Regions from separate parts of the Ovis aries genome. Here region 2 is linked to region 1. The links are chromatin contacts, called in public Hi-C maps. All regions are on one chromosome and are shown on one strand. The core of a region is the stretch at or near the end of the contact, and the rest is flanking DNA. Distances in the headings are between cores, read along the strand shown.

Evidence for each region. Hi-C and Micro-C count contacts between places; a contact is called where the count stands out from the background.
Region 2: a Hi-C map of hypothalamus shows a contact between it and region 1, with 4 times the contacts expected there. The contact joins the promoter of BACH2 here to the enhancer-like site in region 1. A contact is called at or near these places in 9 of 16 Hi-C or Micro-C datasets (blood, hypothalamus, liver and 4 more).

The regions. Positions count from the first base shown.
Region 1 is chr8:47,130,757-47,135,384 of ARS-UI_Ramb_v3.0, reverse strand. No RefSeq gene overlaps it. Among named protein-coding and RNA genes, the nearest start is that of MAP3K7, 99 kb to the right of the region's middle. Within about 2 kb of position 1,989, at least 4 of the 54 cell types and tissues checked have an H3K27ac peak or open chromatin away from gene starts, as enhancers often do.
Region 2 is chr8:47,316,937-47,321,347 of ARS-UI_Ramb_v3.0, reverse strand. It overlaps BACH2 (BTB domain and CNC homolog 2), which reads right to left and starts at 1,284. Exons shown (of 7, transcript XM_060419566.1): 1 at 880-1,284.

The DNA of each region.
Region 1 (4,628 bases), core at 740-3,239:
TTTCGAGGGAACATTATTAAGATATAAATCAACTTCCATGTCTTCCTAAGAGAAACATTTTAACCATAAACAGGAAGGGCAGAATCTCAAAATTAGGGGTTATCTTCTCTGTAATAAATGTTGATTAAAAAAAAAAAACTCACCACATTGTCCTTGAGTGCTCATTTTCATGCAAACCAGTGAAAGAGTCATCATGATCAAGACTTTAGGAAATAAACCTAGAGGAAAGCGTGCCATTTCTGAGTGAAGTCAGGATTTTGCCCTGTCTCATCTCCAGACAGACACGCCAGGGAGCTCGTGTGCTTGCACCGGTGCTGGCTTAAGCGCTGTCCAGCCATTTGCCTGATAGTCTAGACCGCCTCTGTCTTTGCCTGTACCAGGCCAATCTCACCTTAGGGGTGGGCCTGTCCAGCTGAACCTCAGCTAAGCCAGGCCTGTGCGGACTTCCTGCCCATCCCAGCTGGTGGGCATCTTGGCATCTTGCTCTACTCCGAAGGATCTGCACTAGAACATGGGGCCTCACCTGTGAGTCCGCTTGTGTGACAGATGTGAAGTGAGACCCTATACATAGTTCAAGGACATGATAAGCACTCACATCTGTTTATTGTTGGTTGTTTAGTCGCCAAGTTGTGTACGACTCTTTTGCAGCTCCATGGACTGCAGCCTGTCAGGCTCCTCTGTCCATGGGACTCTCCAGGCAAGAATACTAGAGTAGGTTGTCATTTCCTTCTCCAGGAGATCTTCCTGACCCAGGGATCAAACCCATATCTCCTGCTGCTGCTGCTGCTGCTGCTAAGTCACTTCAGTCGTGTCCGACTCTGTGACCCCATAGATGGCAGCCCACCAGGCTCCCCTGTCCCTGGGATTCTCCAGGCAAGAACATTGACCTCTGAGCTACCAGGGAAACCTGCTAACTACTCACAGATGGACACAAATGTTAGGTTTTTTCAATCAGAGACCTTCACTCAAATTCCATGGCTTGCGTAAATAATTTCTCAGTCTCTTCATTGGAAGATCGGGATCATGTTAACATTTGCCTCTGTTAGCCATTGTCAGAGTAAAGGAGGTAACCTATAGGAAGTGTATACACAGAACTTTCTGTGAGTTCAATGCTGCTGCTACTGCTAAGTCACTTCAGTCGTGTTCGATTCTGTGTGACACCATAGACGGCAGCCCCCCAGGCTCCCCCGTCCCTGGGATTCTCTAGGCAAGAACACTGGAGTGGGTTGCCATTTCCTTCTCCAATGCATGAAAGTGAAAAGTGAAAGTGAAGTCTCTCAGTCGTGTCCGACTCTTAGCGACCCCATGGACTGCAGCCTTCCAAGCTCCTCTGTCCATGGGATTTTCCAGGCAAGAGTACTGGAGTGGGGTGCCATTGCCTTCTCCCATATGCAGTAACTATTTTTTTTTTTTTTTAGATTTGATATGGACAATTTTTAAAGTCTTTACTGAATTTGTTACAATATTGCTTTTGTTTTATGGTTTGGTTTCTTGGACACCAGGCATGTGGGATCTTAGCTCCTCAACCAGGAATTGAACCTGAACTCCTTTCCTTGGAAGGCAAAGTCTTAACCACTGGAGCACCAGGGAACTCCCTATTAACTAACATTAATAGCATAATTAATTTTTGTGCAGGATGCTCCTTTCTAGAAGCAGGCAGGCTGGGTCACCCCCCCAAAGATACCTTTCTTTGCAATGAGAATATTTACTGTATTTTGGGAGAAATAAGCTCAGCACCTCCGAATCTCCAATTTCCTATTATTAATGGCACTTACTCTGTAACCAGTCGCAACGGAAAGCGACCAAGATGCTACATAGCCTGAGAATTGGTTTCGGGACACAGAGAAGGAGACCTGGAATTTTCCTTCTAGGATCCTAGGCAGCCCTGCTTACTCAGAAGGATGACAATTACTTGGCATTCAAAGGGCGGACAGCCCCGTTAAGCGTCTCCCTCATTCACTAATTCTACATAATTCAGTAGAAGATCCCACAGCAGGTATCTCTACGCAAATAGAGCAGCCTCTGGTGAGACTGGAGAGCACAGAGAAAACTCCAGATAAGCAGACACACTGAAACCGATACCACGACCCTAGAGCTGCGGAATGATTCACCCTAGACTGGCGTAGGAAACTTCGCTTGTCACCACCCTGGGTCGTCCATGATAAGAAGGCCCTGGAAGGCTGTGCTTGCACTGCCACCTCCTGGTTATCAAAAGCAAGACAGTCTGGGAAGGATTCGGGACCTCACAGTCAGACAGACCCACCTGTGTCATGATTACCGAGACCCAACATCGTCCTCACAGAAATTTTATAATATGAACATTTTATTCACAGATTTACAACCTAGTTACATAATGCAGTTTGATTTGATTTGATCACTCCCCTAAAGCAATGAAATGCTGTGAGATTCACGGTAGGGACAAAAACCCCTGCCTAGGAGTCTAAAGGCTCACTCGAGTCACTAGCTCACTGTTCCACTTCGGGGAAATGCCTAAAATCTCCCATTTTCTCTTAGAAAAATGGAAGCTAACAATATGCAGGGTTTAGGTGACTGAGGTTTGAGTATGAAGCTCCTTTATAAATTGTATGGTTTTCTTCCCTTTCTATTAATAGCATCTTGTTCCCTCTTCCCCAGGATTCTGCTTCTAGCCCTCAAAGCCCACGCTTGTTCATTCGTTCAGTCCTATCAGACTCTTTGTGACCCCATGGACTGCAGAACGCCAGACTTCCCTGTCCTTCACCATCTCCCGGAGTTAGCTCAAACTCACGTCAGTCGAATCAATGATGCCATCCAACCATCTTCAAGTGTTTAGTGCTCATAGGGGATATTTAGAAATATGCAAACATGTTTTAAAAATCTAAGCTTGTTTGTAAACTTTCCATAATAGCTTGTTGTCTTTAACTAGTAGTCCAGGACAGTGAATTCTCACTCATTCCCTGGATAGTCCTTGCCTGAAGGTCACAGGCTAGATTTCACACCTATCTTATGTTTTGTGTTTCTGCAGCCCAGGTTCCATCCCTGTTTGCTGAATGGATTTTAGTAAAGAAGTTTAGTCTGTTCAAACATCTTTAATATGAATAGAAGGTCATTCCCCAGCAGCGCTAAGACATGTTTCCGGGTAATGTGTTTCTCATAGTTGGGCAGAAGATCTTTACTGATAGGCAGCAGGAGGAAGGAGCAAGTGTACCATGAGCCTCTGCAGGCAAAGGGTTCTGCAGACTCGTCCCTGCTTACTTGTTAGTATTTTAGCAGATGCTCACACCACACCAGCTCTGTGTATAGGAACTATCTACATAGGAACGTTTAACTGGCTTCCTTGGCCCAAACTCCACTGGCAATAGATAAAGTCCCTTCTTACACAATCCTCCACCTTAAAAGCAAAGATTCATTCTGTATTTAATCTCTGGGAGCTTGTGGTTTTCCATGTGGCTGGATATAAGGGTCATTACTAGCTCCCATCTACTCCCCCGTCTTTCTCACCACTCTACTACCATACAAGCTAGAGATTGCCAGCTTTAGATTTTATTTTATACAGAGCTTTAATGCGGAGAAGGTGATGGCACCCCACTCCAGCACTCTTGCCTGGAAAATCCCATGGATGGAGGAGCCTGGTAGGCTGCAGTCCATGGGGTCGCTAAGAGTCGGACACGACTGAGTGACTTCACTTTCACTTTTCACTTTCATGCATCGCAGAAGGAAATGGCAACCCATTCCAGTGTCCTTGCCTGGAGAATCCCAGGGATGGGGGATCCTGGTGGGCTGCCGTCTGTGGGGTCGCACAGAGTCGGACACGACTGAATCGACTTGGCAGCAGTAGCATCAGAGCTTTAATGATGGAACAGAATGAAGAGATCATTGACCTTCTTTGCCCAGCACAGCAGCCACTGGCCACATGTGGCTATCTAAATTGAAACTAATTAAAATTAAATAATAAATTTAAAAAGATCATTTCTCACAGCCACTAGCCATATTTCAAGGGCTTAATGGCCGCTTTTCGAGCTTAGTCGCTCAGTCATGTCTGATTCTTGCAAGACCCTTGGGCTTTAGCCTGTCAGGCTTCTCTGTCCATGGGATTTTTCAGGCAAGAATACTGGAGTGGGTTGCCATTACCTCCTCCAGGGGATCTTCTTGACGGGATCAAACCCACATCTCCTGTGTCTGCTGCATTACCTAGAGGATTCTTTACCAGCTGAGGCATTGGGGAAGCCCTCCCAGGTGGTGCTACAAGTAAAGAAATTGCTTGCCAATGCAGAAGACACAGGAGATGTGGGTTTGACTCTTGGGTCAGGAAGATCTTCTGGAGAAGGAAATGGTAACCCACTCCAGTATTCTTGCCTGGAAAATTCCATGGACCGAGGAGGCTGGGGGGCTGCAGTCCATGGGACTGCAGTGAGTCGGACAGGACTGAGTGAGAGAACACATGAGCACACAGGGGTCCCTTGTGGCTAATGGCTACCATGTTCAAAGCTCAGAAGTGGGAGTTTCCATTATCACAGAATTTCTATCAGGTAGTGCTGATAGACAAAAGCACTGATTTTGAAGAAATTATACCCTTCACTCAAGGGCTGGATGAAACCCAGTTTTCCACACTCAAAAGCTACTAGTCCTCTTTGGAAGAAACCAGGTCA
Region 2 (4,411 bases), core at 35-2,534, 190 kb before region 1:
GCGAGGGGGCGGTGGAGCGGTGTCCCCTGGATAAACTCTCCTAGGTGGAGCCCAAAAGGGGTTTGCAGACTGAAGTGCAGGCAGGGAGAAGAGGGGGTGTGTGTTGCACTTTGATTTCATGCAGAATCGTGGAAGAGGAAGGTGCAAGATTTTTCTGTCTGAAGGCACGAGCCTTTCGGCTCGAGCTCCCCGGGACTCATGCCAATGACCTGGTCCTTGGCTAATAGCGATCGTACCCAGCGCGCAGCCCGAGGTCTGCGCCGAGAGTCCCCGGGCTGCCTCTTCCCGGGACCCTAAACTTGGGCTTTGATACCTCGCCAGTCGCTGTAGTCTCAGCTACCCGGCGGCGACTGACAGCCGAGCGCAAAGCTTCGCGGAGCAGCCCGGGTCGCGGACGCCGCGAGCTGGGAGGAGGCCGCCCGGCCTGGCACCGCGATCGCGGGCTGGGGGCCCGAGTGCAGGGCCGTGGGTCTGACAGCTGCTCCGGTCGCGCGGACGCGCGCCTCCCTCCAGCCCGCCCGCCCCACGCCTGACTTATTACCCTCTGCTCCTCCTCCCCCTGCTGTTCCAAAACACCCGTCGACGCGAGCAAAATACAATGCCTCCTCGCCCGCCGTAAACAGCCGGGCGACAGAGCGCACGGCCGCAGCCGCGCGTCCGCCTGCTCAGCTCCCACCCCCTTCCCGTTCCTAGAAAATGCCATCAAAGCGGGCAGGGCGCTCGGCTGGCGGCTGCGTGCGCACCCCGCAGCCGCGGCTCCCTTCCCGCGCCGCTTCCTCACGCCTCCCCGCCAGTCCCGCAAGCCCGCTCCCCCCGCGCCCCCTCCCCGGCCAACTTGCCCCGCCGCGGGGGCCCGGGACTCGCGGGCCACGGACTCACCTCGCCAGAGAACTTTGCGTTCTTTTCCGTCTCCTCTTGCCCGCGTCCTCCCAGCCCGCAGCCCCCTCCCGGCGGTCGGCGGATCGGGGAGGGGTGGGGGTCACCGAAGGCTCACCGAGGGGAGGCGCATCACATGGCAGCTCGTCCCCAGCCCCCCGAGAGTGGCGGGAAGGGGGAGGGGAAGGGTCGAGGGGAGGCCGGGGAGAAAGCGAGAGCCCGGCGGCCGCGGGAGTGGGCAGGCGCGGTGGCGAGGGCGGCGGCGGGCGCTGGCTTTAGCGCTGCTGCGACCGCAGCCCGGGCGTGCACGGTCGCCGCTGCCGCTGCTGCCGCTGCTGCTGCTGCTGCTGGCGAGGCGGCGGCTGCTCGGCGCTGTTTGCTCCTCGCCGCGCGGCTCGCGCTCTCCCCGGAACGCCCACACTCTCAATCGCTACATTGTTGACATTCGGCGCTGACGTCACCCGTTCCCCATTCACAATAACTTTACGGGAGCCGGGCAGCGCACCTCCCCGGCCGCTGGGGCGCCGTACGCCCGGCGACTAGCGTAAGCCGCTCCGCGAATGGCGCTCCGGGGGCTAGGGCGGAGGGACAGGGGGCGGGCGCGCGCTCGGCCTACTCGCGGGAGGGGGCGCGCCTCACGCCGCCGCCGCTGCTGCTCTCCCCGCTTTGTGCGGCCGCGCGGCCTGGAGAGCCCCTTGCTCCTGGCTCTCCTAGCCGCCTGGTCGGTCCGGCCTGGCCGGCGACTCGCCCAGGGGCCTTGAAAGGCCAGGACTGGGGGCGAGAGGGGTGGTTGGAGAGGTGATGGCTGGTGTGTCACGTGGGGAGCGGGCAGAGCCGGGGCACTAGACCCTGGAAGGGGAGTGGGACCTCGAGACCTGGGTTTCCGGGCTTGCCTAGCGGTTTCCCAAGAAGGGGCAGGAAAAGATGCTCTGCGGGCCCCTCAAAGCTGACCGGTCCCCCTGTTGGGAGCAGACGGGGTGAGAAAGAGTAGCCTCTGACCTAACGTTGATACTGACTTTTGAATCCTTTCCAGGAGGGCCTCCGCCTGTCCCACCGAGGTGGCCTCTAAGTCCACACGCCAGGGTTTGAAAAGGGGCGCGTGCGATTGCGAAGCTCACCCAAGAGCCTACCTCGCAGCTGCTGCCCCAGTCCTGCTGGGTTCCAGCCCCCTCCCCCGCAGCCCACTCGAGAGGCCGCCAGGGTGTTGCTGCTGCACTTGAAGGCCATCGCGCGGCTGCCCTGTCGGAAGAAAGCTTGATGGTGGTTAGGGTTTTACAGAAAGTAATTAGGACTTCGACTGAAGGAACATTTGCAATAAAAGGAGGTTGTGTTAGTATAGTGCTGGTGCCTGCAACTTTACGCCTGCGAAGGCCAAGAAATTCTGCCACGTTTCCCTGAACACCTATAACTTGGCCCCCTTGTGTACAGGCAGTATTCTGTATTATTACATGTGGTGCTGATTTTTAATGAAGATTATAAAACTTTGGCTCGCTCTACTGAGAGAAGGACCATAAATCGCCCCTGTAAAATGGGCACTGGCATATGCTGAGGAAGCAGCGAAGCGCTGCCCTGGGAGTCTTGTGATATCAGCCAAAGTGTTGCTCTGAACCACCTTCGTTTGAGGGCAGAGTTTTCAAAGGCCCCATTTTGAACGTCTGCGTGGAAAGCTAACCAATGGCTGCAAGGAAGCGGAAGGGGCCAAGGTAATTTTTCTAGCAGCATTGCAGAGCCTCCTGGAATAGGTCGAGACCCACACTGGGTATCTTCCTCTGCTAGCATCTCTACTTTTCGGATGAACAGCAGTCCCAGGGGTAGGAGCAGCCCTCAGTCCCCTGATTCGATGAATCTTGTGCTCCTTTTGACAAAATATCCTGGCATCTGAGAGGTTCCTACCTGGCCTCAGGGTCAGGACAGAATTCTGATGATCTGCCTTGGCGGGGCCATTTCTTATAGTCTTCTGAACAGTGATGTTTCTGCATTCCTCCTTCTTGTAAGCATGTGAGTGTCAATGTGATAACTTTGCTTTTTAGTAGAACCAAGCAATGTTTTCTCCTAAGTGCCAGGCTTGAGAAGATCGCTAGGAGGGTGGAGTAGATTAATTTGTTTTGAAAACAAATTGTGGCCACCCAGCTGTGAATGGAGTTGGGTGCATCAGAGTAGATTGTTGAGGGTGGAGGTTGGCATAGGTTGTGGTGAGAGGGTGGGGTTGGGGCGGAGTGGCTGGTGGAAACGGATCTTGCCACCGTGTTTCTGGTCCAGGTTGGATATGGATACAAGAAAGGCTATTAGGTCATTCCAATTAGCCTATTTGCCAAAGACTCAGAAGGGGAGCTTTCTTAGTTTGAAATTCTCAAGTATGGGACGGGACAGCAATTAGAGGTGCAACTATTATAGGTTGTTTCATTTAGTTATTCAGGGAGGTGGAATTAGAAAGAATTGACCTCTAAGTCATGTCTGGGACTGCAATCATGGGCTTCTGTCAGACAAAATCTCTGCCCTGGAGGAGCTGGAAGTCTGGTAGGCAGTTAGCTATTTCATTTTCAAAGTCAGAAGTGGGTAATTTGAATTAAAGCCTGTAAAGCATATTCAGAATCACATAAAATTAAGATGGTAAATCAAGAACCGGACACTCTATCAGAACTGTTGCAGAGGTCAGGCTGTGGATGGCCTTAGCATCCTTGTCATGAACATTTGTCGGCCATCCCCTGGGCTTGAAATGCTGCTCTGGGCACTAAGGCTTTTACAATGTGAAACAGATGCAGGTCCTTTCCTCTGTATATTCATGGTGGTAACTTGAGTAGAAGTCAATTTATTCCCCATGCCTACAACTTTCAACCTTTCTTGATATACTTTTCTTCTTACCTAATTAGATGTGTGTGCTGATCCAGAATAGGGGCTTCATCTGTGATATGTTTCTTAAAGGCAGGATATGATTTCCAGAGACAATAATTTGTACCATAGTATTGAAGTCAGTAATTTTTGTCCCCATAAATCTTGATTTTATAAAATAAAACAGGAAAGATTAAAATATGCAGGAAACAAAAAGAACAAAGGAAGACAGAAGAAAAAAGTGAGCGGTTCTCAAGTCTTTGATTTTCTCATTCTCCAGCATCCCTCTTAAAGGATCTAAGGATGTTGAAAAGATATAATCATTTTGCTTAGGCAGAATTTGAAATGCTGTACCTTGAACAAGACGTAGCAGGGCAAAGTTAAAATCAGATGAGAGAGAATGGAGTAAGATGTTTAGAGGGAGAATATCAAAGACAAAAGGAGGCAAAACACTGGAGGAAATTTCTGTTAAGAAAGTTCTGAGTTCTACTCACGGGGCGAATTCCTCAAAATTATGCCTGAGATTTATTATTTCAAAACCAGATGTTTTGAAGTATATATAAGCCATAAAATCTCAGCTCAGTACTGCACAAGTAACACCTGGAAGAACTGGTGAGATTTGAATAGTTTTGAGTGGTGTTTTGTTCAGTAATTGTTAAGCCACCTCTTTGTGGCAGGCACTGTTCTATGAGCTGGCATGCAGAAT